Regions from separate parts of the Columba livia genome. Here region 2 is linked to region 1. Evidence: chromatin contacts called from public Hi-C data. All regions are on one chromosome and are shown on one strand. The core of a region is the stretch at or near the end of the contact, and the rest is flanking DNA. Distances in the headings are between cores, read along the strand shown.

Region 1 (7,562 bases), core at 3,141-5,640:
TCACAGAATACATTAATTTAGCAGCCTCTTTTCACTAGTTTGTACTAGCAGTGTTAGCCAGACACCCGTGGTACCAAAGACTGATGTCCCAGGTATCTGTGGCACAGCAGCGCTGGCCACTGCAGAGCTGCTTTGGCGGAGGGTGGTGGGGGAGGTGCTGGAGGTGGCACCCTGGCCACCCTGGCCACTCGCCCACCTGTGAAGTCTGTCCACCTGCTGCTGGGGTGGCCTGGGAGTGCCATGGAGGGTTTGCTGGTGGGAGCAGCGACACAGCATTGCCCTGGGGAGTGCACAAACCACAGGGGCACTGACAAGGTTTCAAAAATTAAGTGTGTGCACTCCAAAATCATCAAGCACATGATGTTTTCTATATGGTCCACGTAGCCCGGACATGTAAGTTAAGAGCTGAGGCTCAGAAGAGCTGCTACCTGTGCAAGTGCTGCTGCCACAGTGGCTCTGCCAGCTCGCACAGGGACTTTGCTGCGGTATCCGCTATCTGGTGTGGTCTTAACAGCATCCTGGATTTACGAGTTCAACAAATTCACACTGCCAGATCACATCTTGGGCCAGTAAACGGCTTGCATTTAGGCCAGATGTAAGGATGTATGTAAAGTAATCTCACCATCCCTTTTACTTCTTTCTCCTAGCACTAGTCTGCAGTCAGGCTGGAGACGTGTAAAATCGAGGGCCTCATCATTTTTCAGAACAGCAATAGAAAGTGATCAGCAGCTGCCACTTCAATAATATGCCTTGAAACATCACCATCACATTAATCTCCTTTGAGCTGGCAGCTGATATCAAGACTACAAAGTCAAAATGAATCCTTCTGGACACATGGTTAAGTCAACATAATTTCTTGTCTTATCACCCCATTCCTCAAGGGCAGAGGCCCAGAGTGTTCTGATCTCCTGCATCCAGTTATTTCCATAACTTCCACAGATAGAAATAATCTTAAACTTCATAAGTCATCGTTAGGTGCCCAACCAGTGCCACCTGCAGTTGGATAGGAGGAGAGACAGCAAAAGAGCCCCAGCTCCTGTGACAAAACATCTTCGTATGCACAGATGCTGCTCCCCAGCTTTGTCCCATGCATTCAGGTTTGTAATTAACTCTGCCAGATTCGTGCTGTGACCATCTCTCTCTCTTACACTAATATCAGAGGAAAGATGGATTTTCTGTTTCATTACATTTAGGAGAGTTTCTACCCATCAATCTCCATCACATGCCTTGGAAGCTGGCTCTTAATGCCTAATAAAACATTTCCATGTCTAGGTATGATTGCAGCTTTTGTGTTATATGTAATGACTTTTTCCTCATTAAGACTTTAATTTAACTCACATTAGAGATTTGTTTTATCTACTTAATAATAGAATACTATCTAAAGAATATCTTAGTATAATTTGAAATTAATATAAAAAGGCTGCAGACTTTAATCCTGGCTCAGACACCATTTTCAATAAGTATTTTTGAACCGGAGATCACAAGTTTTAGTACATCCCTCCCCAACAGAACAACTTCTTAAGGTTTAAAAGGTTACCCAAACTTGGGTTACTTGCTGAAAAGTAATCCAGATTTTAAAAGAGACACTTTCTTCCTGCAATAAGGCCTGTCCTTAACTTTTATTCTAACCTCGTTCAGGATGAGGGATGGTGCTATTTAAACGAGGTTAATCCTGCTAGGATAATGAATTAATTGATATTCTTCTGTGTAACTATCTTTACCACACTTTGACACTGAGCGACTCTGAATTTTCAGTTGATGCAACCAGATAGAACTGAATTGGAAAAAGCTGACATTTCCCGATTTGTCCAAGTAGGAAATGATTCAGTGGTTCCAAAGAGCAGAGCCAACTGTGAAAGACCAGTTGCAACACGATATATCTGGAACTCTAATCCACCCTTTTGTTTTATGAGCTTCTAATCTTTCTATTGTAATGTGTGGTGCTTTCCTTTTCCATAGGAAGATTTTGATCACATGTTGGTTTCTTTTGCATCTGCTGGGAGGAATTTGCATTGTAACTTCCAAGGGAACCCATCACAAGGGCAGCCAGTGGTCCCTGTGCCCTGCAAAGCCACCAGATCCCCGTCAGCCCAGGACAAGCAGGCAATGTACACTGTGCCACATGTCTAACGCAGCTCATCACAGACTAAGCCATTGTCATTTCCATGATTAGACTTTGACCTTGGATTCAAAATATTAATTTGCATTTGTCACAGAAGTGGTCATTGAGGTATGCAAGTCGTGCAGGCTCATTTTATAACAGCCTATTTTGCAGCATATTGAGGTATTGTATGTCCTGGGAGAACAATCAAAAGCTTGTTTTACCTAATAAGGAAACTGCTGAGGCACATGAATAACCGTGCTGTTTTCCAGTACATTTCACACCGATTATTTTTTCAGTTTTTTGAAACAAGCTGCGGTTATCTTTGAGTCAGGTTCAGTGAACAAGTGCCTGACTTTAAATAGAAAACTACTGATGTCGCTGGGCAGATGTGCACAGGCACTCAAAAGACCAGGGGTCCCACCAACGCTGTCCTCTTCAGTCTCCCTCTTGTTCCCCTTGCTTGCTACTGGCTACAGAAATACTGACTTCCTTTGTAACTAAATGATATTTTCATTTGATAATTACATTTTCATTTGATACTTATGACATTTTTATTTAAGAACTTATGTATCTGCCCTGCAGAAGCTCAAGTTTCATAAAAGAAAAAGTGAAGTCCAATGTCACTTTTCTAATACCCTTTCTACACAGTTTTCAGGTTTCTCTGAATCAGGTAGTTTGTGGTACAGAAGCTGAAGCTGTGTTTGGCATGCTGGCTGGAGGAACAACTGAGCTGTTTGCTTCTCAGGTGTTTTTGTGTAGGGACTCTGTCCATGAATTGTTCCATAAACTACTGATATTAGTATTACATACTTAGCCTTCTCCCTGACTTCTGCAGATCACTCTTGGCTTCCCTATTGTCACTAAATAATCGCAATCGTCAGTCTGTTGTCTAAAAATTGCTGGTGGCTTTTTCTTCTTCAAATTGCTGCTGAACTGCCAAAAAGAATATATTGTTCTCCTTTTGTAGCATGACAGTCTGAGATATTAATTAATGCACTGAGATATTAATTAATGGCCCGTGACTGAAGTATTGAGCTCAGACCTTCTATTTCAATCACATGCTAGCAGCCATGGCATCATTCCCTCTGTTTGCACAAAGAGGTAGCAAGAGTGACATTTACGCTTACTAAGAACCATGTTTCTTTCTGACATAATGAAGCAACCTGTAGGCTCTTGCAGAGCCTGTTCTTTTGCCCCCTGAACTCCCTTTCCATAATTATAGCATTAGGGACACTCAATCTGTACATGATCAGACTGACAAATTCAAGAAGGACATTCACACTCACATTCTACCCTATTTCTGATTTGATCTAAAAATCCATTTTTCAGGAACTTTGCAGTGCTACAATAGCAATTTCTATAACATCATTGTATCACATCTTAGTGTTCTGGGACTAGTTAGTAGCTGGGTGACAAAAATCACAAATAAATTCAGCAATGGCTACAGAAGGTGATTCTAAATATTGACCTGGGAATATTTTTTCACCCAGTGAAAACTGACCTGGGAATATTTTTTCACCCAGCTCCTGAGTACGATTAGGATATACATTGGTGAGGAATTTAAATGAGAAATAAAGCAAAGGTCGTCTTGGACAACACAGACAGATAAGTATCCCAAAGGTGTTACTAGAAAATAATCACAGAATCATAAAATCATAGAATTGTTTAGGTTAGAAAAGACCTTTATGATCATCAAGTCCAACCTTTAACCTTACACTGCCAGCTCCACTAAACCATGTCCCTAAGTGCCACATCTACACATCTTTTAAATACCTCCAGGGATGGTGACTCAACCACTTACAGTACATAATACAAATAATAGACTCAATGTCATCATTGAATCCATTCAAGCAATATCTCTTCCCTTTGTCTGATTATTTCTAGTGTCGCTATGGTTGGTTAGATGCACATTAGTGCTAGGCACCACATCCCTGAGAAAGTAACCCATTCTTCTAAGACATGTAGTCAAGTCTTGCTTGTGTTAAGCCAGTAGGACCAAAATAAGCATAAAGCCCATGTCACTTACCTCTTCATACTGAACTGTCTGGATCTCTGTAGCACCTGGGACAGCATGGGTGCGCTGGAGGATGGAGCTGTTGGCTCTTGCTGTCAGGAGGCTGAGAAGTGCCTGTGACATTGCTGCAGGACCCTCACCCAAGGCTTGCATGGTCCCTCCCATTGCTGTTCCTCGTGGCATGGCATATGAACACTGTAACTCTGTACCTAACATTTATGTACACCAGCCAGGTCAGACAGCCACAGCTCCTTCCCAAAGCAGCAGTGAAGGGCGTTGAGCCCTCACACTGAGACCCCTCGTCTGCGTGGGCAAAAAGGCTCCAGCATCACATTGACAGCACAGCCAGAAGCCAGGGCAGGATTCCAGGCATAGCTTTAAACATTCTTAGCATGAAAGGTGCTGTATAAGTGTCAGTCATCGTGTTCCCTGTTGGCACTGGGTTAGGTGACTCATTTTATCACCGAGGCTATTCCTAGAAAAAGAAAATGTAAGTGCCTTAGAAAGGGAGAAGGGCTTCAACTACAAGAAACCTTATAGTCTTTATAAGGGTGCCTTAGGTATCTCAATTACTGATGAAATCCTGAGTGATTAATGATCAAAGGAAATAGCAATAGGTTTATGTTACTGGTTGTGCAGTATCACCCCGCGACCCGCAGGAGGATCTGCAGTGCCAGAGACCAGAGATGCAGGTGATCAAAGAAAGTTTTCCAGACACAGTTGGGGGTCTGTGGTATTTTACAAATTGTTAAAAGCTGCACAAAAAGCTCTTCAACATCCTAAATAGAGAATTCTGGAACAAATACTGCTGTGTTTCCCATGTGTACTAACTCACCTGTTACCAAATCTTTTCCTACCCATAGGAATGATTTACACTCAGCTGTATTGTTATATGTCGTTAGAGAAGTTGAGAGAGAGTGCACTGTTACCAAATCTTTTCCTACCCATAGGAATGATTTACACTCAGCTGTATTGTTATATGTCGTTAGAGAAGTTGAGAGAGAGTGCACCTACACCAGCATTTTACACTCTCAGAATGTTTTTAAAGTCAGTCACCCTATCAACCCTATTTTTGTTTGCTTTGTGGAATGGTCTCAGGGTGCACAAGCTGCATTGCTTTCAGATGAAATCAAACTAGAAGACATGTTTCTGGACTGTACCTAACATGCTCCAACTACTCATGGCATCAGTAACCTCCCCCGTCCCCCTCCGCCCCCCCGCCATGAATAGTGTGGACATTGGATCCTCAGTGCCAACTGTTTCACTCCACAGACCGACTCCTGTTGCAGGGCACTACTTGCCAGTGTGGGTGTCCATTCAGACACTCTGGCCAGACGCATACTGATTTATGTCTCTGCTGATCTGCTCAGCAATATGGGGTCTCTGCTGCTTCCGACTGTGTTGCAGCACATCAGCTGACAAATCTTCAGCCCTGCAGGCTGTAAACTTAAAAATATGTGGACTAAATTCACAGATTGTCTGTCGGAGTGCCCATGCATTCCTCTTCATATATCCCCACACAACCTCCAGCTCCCTCTGTCATGATTCCCCAGAACTTTTCCTTATCACTTCTTTGCACTGGTGGATGTACTCAGCCCTTTTCCTTCCCAAGATATAATTTGAAATCATGCGATGCAGCAAAGCACAGAGAAGTTAAAATGCATTGAGTTAGCAGGTTTGCAAGAGGGCATTATTATGGTAGAAGGCATTCTGGATATTGCTCAACATTTATTTCACCTATTTCAGTTACTCCAAATACTGCAGATGTGTTTCTATCTTCTCCTATGCTTTTTCATTTTCCCCAGAATGAACAGATTTAGGAGTAGATGGCTTCCTGAAATCTGCGGATTGACAAAAAGCCCATATTCAAAAATTGCTCTATTTCAGGCAGAAAAAAAAGAAGCTATCAAGGTAATATATGGACTTGAAAACTCAGCTATAAGCACCTGTTTGTCTCTTCATAGATGAAGTTCAGTTGAGTGCATCTTGCTTCTAAAATTGTCCTGACGCTACTGGGAATGTTGGCTCAGACTAAAGGAAATGAGCAAACCCAGCGGCTCTGCCAAACTCTGTGCTACAGACACTGAGAGCACGGGAAGCATGGGGAAGGCTCATTATTCACCTCACGGTCACTGGCAGATTTCATTGTTGTATTTTATTTTCCATTATGCTTTATTCAAATGGAGGAGGGATGTATCAGAAAGAGTATTCATGCCTTGACCTAGGTCTGTGCAGAGAGGAGGTATCAGTGATAAGAAGTCTTAATTAGAGGGTTTATATTTTTCATGAATGAGAACAAGGTTTTCAAATGTGAGCAAGTTGTGGTCATTACAATGAGAAGGTAGTTTTGCTGTCAGGTCAGATCTCCATGCAGCTGCCAATTTGTTTGCTGCTGCCACCCCCCAAAATAGTCTCCAGTTAAAGAGGTGCTAAAAAGACAATGATATGAAGACAAAAATAAGTAATTCACTAAACAGGAAACATTTTAAAAATATGCTCATGGAGTCAGAACAAAAATCCCTGGCCTACTTTGATCCAAGCTTCTTCTGAGACTGCCTGTGGCAGAAAACAAGGCAAGGACCCATCCTTGACTAAGAAAGCTGTTTGTTAGTTGCTTCAAAAGGCACCTAACAGATTCTTATTTCTCCTGACAAAACCCAGTTTTACAAACCAACCAGCCAAATGGGAAAACACAACGGTAAAGCTGTTTACCCAAGGGGAGAGAGGGCTATTTACTGGAAGCCTATAGCCCAAATCCAGGTCTGTTGGCAAACTCTGTGAATTCAGACATCATGAAAACTTGTTGCCAGCTTCACTGAGTTGTGGCACCTGGTTTTTGCTGAACTTCTGGCTTGATGAAAAAATACTTTGTTCCTCATACTCAAAAATGAAACATTTTTTTCCATGACAAAGTTTGCTTCTGAAGGGAGCAGCTGGAGACTCTCCAATGTACATTTGTGCAGCTTCGTCAATGTCAAGGGAAGATCTAACCTTCTGCTTCAGTAGGCTGGAGAATGGGACATGAGAAGTTTCCTGATAGAAAAATGTGCCTTCACTAGAAGGTTGGTAAACAAAACGTGTTTGTTCACGTTTTATTACAGAACAGCACAGCCACATGAAAGATGCAACATATCTTTGCTTTGTGCATTGATCTTTCAGTTGAGAAAGGGTTCAGATGCGGCCAGGTGGAAGAGCACATCTGTGTTTTCTTTCAAAGTGCACTCTTGCTTTTGTTGTTGCTGTTCACTATTCTGAGAGTCACTCGGGGCCCAGAGCCTTTTCAAGTCACTTTTCTTATTTACTGTCCTTTGCTGATCATCACAGCTCCCCCACTCTCATTCGCTCTCAGGTATCTCCTGCTGCTGCAGCCATTGTCAGCTTTTGGAAAAAGAAAAAAAAAGGCAAAGCACGGCTCCTCCCAGGCACGTTATCCTCCATATTTCA
Region 2 (7,562 bases), core at 2,401-4,900, 290 kb before region 1:
ACGAATCTCTGCCCGAGCCCCCGATGCCCAAAGCCCCAGGACAGCACCGGACAGAAAAGGCTCGGGCAGCTCCAGCACCACCGAGGCAGCAACCGGCAGTGGGTCGGCCCGGCCCCTCCGTGCCCAGGCCCGGCTGCGGCCCCGGCTCGTCCGGGACAAATAAGGAAGTTTCCGCGCTCTCCCCGCCCGCCGCCGCCGGTACCTACAGAGGCCGGGCACGTCCAGCATGTTGGAGATGCCGCGGTCACACATGTCCACCTCGGGTTGGTTCTTCTCACGGCTCTCCTCCACGATCTTCTTCAGCGACTTGGACATGGTCTGGGCGGGGCAGAAACGGGCACCGTGAGGCGGGCAGAGCGGTGCGGGGGAAGGCGGCCGGGGACGGCAGCGGGCACAGCGCGGGGCCGGGTCTCACCCTGACGGGACCGAGGACAGCGAGCCCGCCCACTGCGCCCCGCGCCGCCGGGAGGTCCCGTCCCGTCCCCCCACGCCCGCCCCAGCCCAGCGGAGCCCTGACCGGGATGCCGGGCGCCCTCTTGCCACGGTGAGTAGAGAGGGGCCCCCGGGGCGACTCACCGCGCGGCGCTGTGACGAGACGGGACGGGACGGGACGGGACGGGACGGGACCGGCGGTCCGGAGGGCGGCTGAGGGCGGCTCCCCGCGGCTGCACGCGCCCGGCCCGCCCCGCCCAGGCACGCCCCATCCCCCCGCCTCCCCGCCCTCGCGCGCAGGCGCGCTGCGGCCCTTCCCCGGGAAGCAGAGGCACCGCCCGCGCCGTTCCACCCACGGCTGGGAAGATGTCGGACCAATCAGCACGCCTCTTCCGCTCTGAGCCGCCGCTAACCATTGGCTGGAGGCGCCGGAGGAAGGTTCACTGGCCAATAAGCGCGCCCCGTAGGTGATAACGGGTTTTAGGCCTCAAGCCGCTCCGGATCCGCTTGCGCGAGTGCGGCTTTGGCGCATGCTTGGCGGCAGCGGGGCGGCCCCCGCGGGTGCTCGGGCCGGTGTGCCGGGAGCGCCCTGCGGCTGCTGGCGAGTGCCGGTCTGGGCAGCACATGCCAGCGCCAGGCTGGGAGCAGCAGCCGCAGCCCCGAGAGAGGGGCCGCTGAGCGGGCTCCGCCGCGCTGCCGGGTTCGGGCGGGGTGCCGTCTCGAAGGACCCGCCGCCAGTGGGTCAGCCAGCCCTGCTCCCAGCCGGCACCTTGGGAGCGGAGGCTCGGCTTCCTCAGTGCCGCTGCGGGGCCGTTTGGCAGCGGGGTCACCCGGGGCCCAGTACGCCGGGGCGAGTGCGAGCTGAGCCCGCTGCCAGCGCTGTCTGCGGAGCACCGCCCGACACCGCCCAGCCGTGCCGTGCTCGGGGCGCGCAAACCCGGGAGAGCGGGTGGTGGAGGCCGCGGCACCGCTCTGCAGAGGAGCGGTGCGCTCGGGTGCGCTGTCCCGCGGAGCGCTCTGCGCAGCGGGGGCTCCCGGTGAGCTGGAGCTCGGCACACAGAGGTGCAGCTCACAGCCGCCCGGGGGTACAGGCCCCCAGGTGACCCGGCTGCCAAACCACTCGCAGCAGCGCTGAGGCGTTCCTCGTGAAGCGCCCAGTCGCAGTTGGGTGAGAAGGGGTGGGAAAGTAAGTAGCCACGGCACTGTCCAAGGGCCAGCTCATTCCTTTTCCTTGAAAACTTAATGTTCAGGTTGTTCCACCAGCAGTCATACTCAGAAGTTTCAGCAGATGGCCTAGATCACTGGAGTAGCCCCTCTCCCCTCTCTTATCCCCTAGCACCTCTTCCCAGTACATGCAGTTCTTCCATAACCCCTTTGTCTACAAGCATCCCCAGCGAGGGGCAGGTCAGGCTGTGTCTGGGGACTGGCCAGCGCAGCCCTCCCCATGGCTGTGGTGGAGCACACACCACAGGCTTTTCCAATTGCAGCCTCACTCCACTATTCAGCTACTGATTTCTTGCTTATGAAACAACTATAAAACATCTTTGATATCCACCAGGTTCTGAATTTGTCACTTGGCTTAAATGTTTATAGAGCAAATGCCTGAATTCTTTGGTGAGGCTGGCATGTGCCTTCTGTCCTTAGGAGAGCAGGCTAAAGGAGGTGGCAGATGCATGGCCAGGACCGTATGGCAGAGCTGCAGCTGCCGTGTGCTGGCGAGAAGAGGGAGAAGTCGCTCCATCGCCAAGGTTCCCCCGGCCGGGCAGCGGGCGCTGGATGTGCCTCCTGTGCTGGGGAGCAGCGAGGCGACGCGTGGCTCTGGCATTGCCCTTGCTCTGCTATGCTAGGGAGTTCTAACCAAGGAAATGAGGTTTTACATTATTATTCTATTTTTATCCTTTTTCTTTCCCTCCAAGAAAAGCTATCATAAGGGTCAACATTAACGCAGGGTTAGCGTGTCATCAAAACAATAAAACAGCAACATGCACCTGCAAAAACAGTTGTATATTGCTGGGCACTGCTACTAAAAATTTATCCAACAGTGATTATGTGTGGTAACTTGAACACAATATTTGTTTTGCTGATCTTTGCCTTATAAAAGCAAGCTTCTAGAATTTTGCCTTTATTTTTATTATCAGCTAGCAAACATTTTAAACATTTATTTGTTAGTAATCCTGTATTATTGCTGCTGTTGTTATTATGAACAGTAGTTGATGCTAGGAATTTTTTGTTACATTTCATTTTAAACAGGACTGCAGAATAATTCTGTGGTTTTAGTTTGGCAGCTGACAAAAAATAATCGCCCAAAATATGTTAATTCTGGTGCCTAGGACACTCCTCTGCACTTACTGAGGGAAACTGAAACACCTCCCCGTTTGTTTACAAGCCGAGTGAAAACTGCTCTTCTGCCAAAATTGCTTTGTAAATTTAACTAAAATTAGCTAATGTTTTAAATCGCCTGCACCACAATTTCTAGCATTTTAGCTGTATATCTTCTCTCTCCTTTACTTCAAGTAACTATAGCCCCAACAATCTCATTCTGTTATTACTTCTCATGTATTGTTTATAAAGAACAGCCCTGCCACATGGGAAGGGCAATTAAAAAATACTGTTGCAGACCTTCTAGTGCTCATTCTTCAAATTCTAGTCTTCAAGTGCTTACCATTCATATACAACTGTCTTATAAAATATACCTTTATATAAGAATAAATATGTGTAGTAACTTGTAGAAGATTTACACATAAGTTAAAAACATGCAGGCTTTGGGAAGTGAAAACGCACGTTCATTGTGGGTGCTTTGTCACTGGTGGGGGAGGTTGTTTGTAGTCATGCAGGTGTTGTAACACGGACATGCAGCATTCACAACTACATTATCTATAAAATAGACAGCAAGGTGCACAGACATGAAATCAAAGATATTTCTGGCAGTATTTTGAGGCAAAGCCATAAATCTTACTAAACACAGATTTTGTCTTTTGAATTGTACACTGCAAAAAACACATAGAAGTTTCATGGAATACTTAATATTAAAACATCAGTTAAGTAGTCCCTGTTTGCTTTTGCTGTGCGTTCATTTTAAAGCAAATGTTTTAAATTAATTCTTACCTTGCAAGACAGAAACATGGCTTAGCACCAGCTCTCTCCTCTAAGGATCTCCACTTTAATTCTTCTGCAGTGTTATTTCTGTTGTGGTTCCACATATAAAATGTTAGAGGACAGCAGTAGGTTACTTTGTTCCTGTTTTTTTAAAGAATGGGTTTGATAATTTACTCTAATTTTAGACTTTGACTATTTTTGGTGATAGTCAGTGGGGCTAGATCAATTGAACCTTGTACCAGCAGCTTCATTCAACAGCCTTCATGAACACAAATTCTCTGCAGGACTTTCATGTTTTTCTAAAGAACCTCATAGGTTTTACTCATTTTTAAGTAAAATCATGCACAGATATGGAGTATTTGTAACTTTCAAAGATGCACCAAGCATTAGTTATTGTTAAATTTTAAAAAAAATGAAACACTTGCAAATTTCTCTTCATAGTATTCGCAGTGTTCTTTACTCTTCTTTTTGCTGCAGAAGTTCAGTGATTCCATAAAATTTGACATTGTGACAGAAAGTCATACCAGGAGCAAGTATTTATCATATCAAAAATATCCAAAACCTTTTAATCTGTTTTCAAGTGAAATATGCTTTTCTCTTAGTGAAATGCATATTTCTGAAGTACAGATTTCAGCAAATTCATCAGTTTAACTGCAGTTCCCCTCTCGAGCTTGAGGCCAAAGGTTGTATTACCAGGATGGTTTCATGCTCACCCCAGGTCACCAGATGGCATCTATATGCTATTGCCTGCATCAACAGTGGGCCATCCCCAGCAAAGGGCCAGGGGTGTCTTTCGGGAGCTCAACTTTTGTCCATTAACTGTATGATGTGTGGCTGATACAGGTCTCAAACAGTAATTAAATTTATTCATTAAAACCCTGTACAGGTTTCTATTGTTTGTCAATTTATCTGTTGTTATACTCCTGACACGGCCAAGGTTTGACCTGAGACCTCAAGACCTCTTTGTCCATCAGGGCACTTCTGACGAAAGAGATGGATGTCCTGCAGAGCACTGCCTGTGGCGGCAGGGACCTGTTTGGTGGGAGACGTGCCCTTCCCTTTCACCTGTGGCTTCCAGTGGAGCCAAAATGCAGAAAATGACAGTGTTCTCGCCAAGCTGATTTTCACCTGTAGTCTGACGCTTCCATGACCAGCCACCTAGCAGCAAGAGACAGCAGCCAGATCCCCGAGGGGCTTCTCTGCCCTGCACCAACTGCACCAAATCCACGGTGATTCGCAGGAAGGTCAAAGCCAGAACAGACATTCACAAAGGCTGGAGATGCAGCTGTCCAAGGAAGAAACCAAGTCCTGATCTCCGCAGGCAAATGGCCAAGGCACACGTCATTTTATTCACGGTGTCTTACACACTGCTCTCTTCAGAACTTGTTTTGTGGCTTTATCTCCAGACAGCTCAGATGTTTGTTTTCTTTACTGCTTGCTATCCCCTTTATGGAGTTTTTAATAAACTTTATGGACAAAAATAGTATCGGCCCTTGATTGCAAATATGAAATCAGTTTGGTGTGGAATCTCAGCAAGAGCTTTCTGGGCCAGTGATCTGAAAATGTTTAATTTGATGATATGGTCTTTTATGTCTTCCCTTATTACAGGATCTTTCTGTTCTGCTAGCAGCTCAGTAGGACATAGTTGTCTCCTAGTTTGATCCAAATACAGATATTTCTTGTTTTTCCATGTTATACTTTAGCGTGTTAGCAGGAATATCACCTGTACATAGGCCAGGTTTTTCTTGGTCCTTGGACAATTTTAAAATGCTGGCTTACATTTAATTCTGTTGGCCAGTGGGAGTTCACACATTGCTCTCTTTCTAACTTAGTACTGGATGATTTTGAGTTGTATTTTATAGCTTGCCATCTACCTTTTTTCCCTTTTTCTTTTTCTCTTTTCCATGTTTTCTATATTTTCTTTTAACTGGGATGACTTCTCAGCCACTATAAAGTTTTGTATGTTTGTGGAATGATGGCTTTTTCAGCAGTCACTGGGAAACTTCACAGAGTTCCTAAATTTGTTTAGAACTACCGCTAAGACTTTGATGTAATTTCATAAATAATTATTGCAACAATCATGTTAAGGAATTACTTTCACTGTGACTTTTTGTAATAGTTATGAAGTGAAAGTTCTGATGAAGTTTGTGCTCCTCTGCTGCAGCGTAAATTCCTCTTGCCTGTCCATCACAGTTGACATTCAGGAAATCAATTGATCATTCATTCTGGGTAGCGACAAAAGATGTTTCATGGTGGGGATCAGTGTCCTCTGTATACCCTGCCAACAACATTTTTTTATGTATGGTGTGTTAGCCTGGGGAAGGGAAAAACTAATTCTAGTCAAAGGTCAATTGATATTTTTATGTCTGCCCAGTTCTGAAGTGATATCTGTTTTATAAATGTCTAAGAAATTGCCTACAAGTTGACTAGGAAGGCAACATGGTTACTGAAAGTCTCACAAGGTTTTATATTCAGTTGTAAAATATGTTTTGAAGCTTGAGGATATAACTCAATAAATATAATCACAGATATGTGCGTATATTGAACACAGAGCTCTGATCCTGACATTACTTCCAAATGTGGTTAAGATTTATTAATAGTACCATGGTATGTCCTTACTCTGTTAAACTTCAGTGAATGCTTGAGTTTAGCCGGGTTCTTGCACCCAATGCACAGTTTTTATAGAAAGTTCTTCAGCAAAGTGTCTGTATCAGTGATTGTAGGACGCGGGCCATTTTGTAGTAATTTCTGATTTGATTCTAATTTGAAACTTTACCTAGCATTTTCAAGGATGCGTGGTATAAAACCACGTAACTCTATAGAAATAAAGACAACTTGGCATATTAGGGCCTCTTATCAACTTGTTGTTGAGTGTTCTGTGTTTAAGTTTTATCCTGGCTAATTCACTTTTTGTAGCATTGAATGTGAAACTTTGAAATGGTGTGACTATTAAAAATGTTTCAAAATCTAGCAAAAACTCATTTTCACAGTTGGGTAGATAATAGTTTATTTTCAGTACAATGGGAGATCACATATTTTGACAGAACTCTAAATTCATAACAGCTACACTTAGGGTAATTTTTAAAAGACCTTACCTCAGCTGCAATTATCAGAACCAGATTTCAGACTTACTTTATGATCTAAAGTCTCTTCAGTATAGCAAGGAACGGTAATATAGTTCTCATAAAGTGTCCTAGCTTGTCCAGCTTAACTGGAATCCTGATGGTAAAGTCACATATTCAGCATGAAATTTTATATAGACTTGATGAGATGTAGCAGTAAATGGAGCAATGTTTGTATCCTGAAATTAAAAACAAGAAAAATGAAAAGCTTTATAGAACATCAAGATTCTTGGGAAAAGCCTGTCAGAGAGTTAAAACTGAGGCACAAATTGGATCACAGACTCGAAGTGACCTCAGGTCTATGCTAGATACTGCTGTTGCACTTCTCCTTCAGGGTATTACGAGTATTTAAATCGCAAACACAACTAAATACAAAGCAAAATATCTTGATGATGCCTCCCACTAGATGTCACTGTAAGGTCTGCATTGGAAGGCTTCTAAGGCGCCACAGGAGCCTTATGCATTTGCTTCCACTCATCTGTCATGAATTCATGCCAGGACTGGGGAAACAATCCTAAATACCAAACAGTAAAGGTACATTTTAACCACTTATGGGGTGGCAGACATTAGGGAATACATACCATCCCGCAGAACAGCCTGGCTGGGGGGTAGCTGGCATCTGGCCCGTTGTACAGGATCAGGTAGTTGCTATTGCAGTCCCCTGGGTCATCAATGCTGATGAAATCGAAGTTCACTGTGACGATCCGTCCCTTGGGCGCAGTAATGACCCACTCACAGTCTGTGCTGTTGGGGTAAGTTGCTGGGTAGCTGGGACTAGCAAATGAACCGGTGCTGCCGTATAATGTTCCTCCACATCCTGGAGACAGACACTTAATTAGCTTACAAGGCTTTGTTTCACAAGATACTACACGATGTAGTACATTACTACAGTATTAGTAACAGCATCCTATG

The links. A called contact is a pair of places that touch in the nucleus more often than the background predicts.
Region 2: a contact with region 1 is called in a Hi-C map of liver, with 3 times the contacts expected there. The contact joins the promoter of RSU1 here to the promoter of ST8SIA6 in region 1. A contact is called at or near these places in 2 of 2 Hi-C or Micro-C datasets (crop and liver).

What each region holds. Positions count from the first base shown.
Region 1 is chr2:22,317,528-22,325,089 of bColLiv1.pat.W.v2, reverse strand. It overlaps ST8SIA6 (ST8 alpha-N-acetyl-neuraminide alpha-2,8-sialyltransferase 6), which reads right to left and starts at 4,390. Exons shown (of 8, transcript XM_065050899.1): 1 at 4,131-4,390. The coding sequence starts at 4,177.
Region 2 is chr2:22,606,509-22,614,070 of bColLiv1.pat.W.v2, reverse strand. It overlaps RSU1 (Ras suppressor protein 1), which reads right to left and starts at 3,650. Exons shown (of 9, transcript XM_065050911.1): 1 at 3,538-3,650; 2 at 207-318. The coding sequence starts at 3,555. It overlaps LOC135578428 (a long non-coding RNA gene), which reads left to right and starts at 313. Exons shown (of 2, transcript XR_010469995.1): 1 at 313-544; 2 at 2,077-6,388. CUBN (cubilin) reads right to left here. Exons shown (of 67, transcript XM_065050909.1): 66 at 7,232-7,467; 67 at 6,510-6,829. The coding sequence ends at 6,722.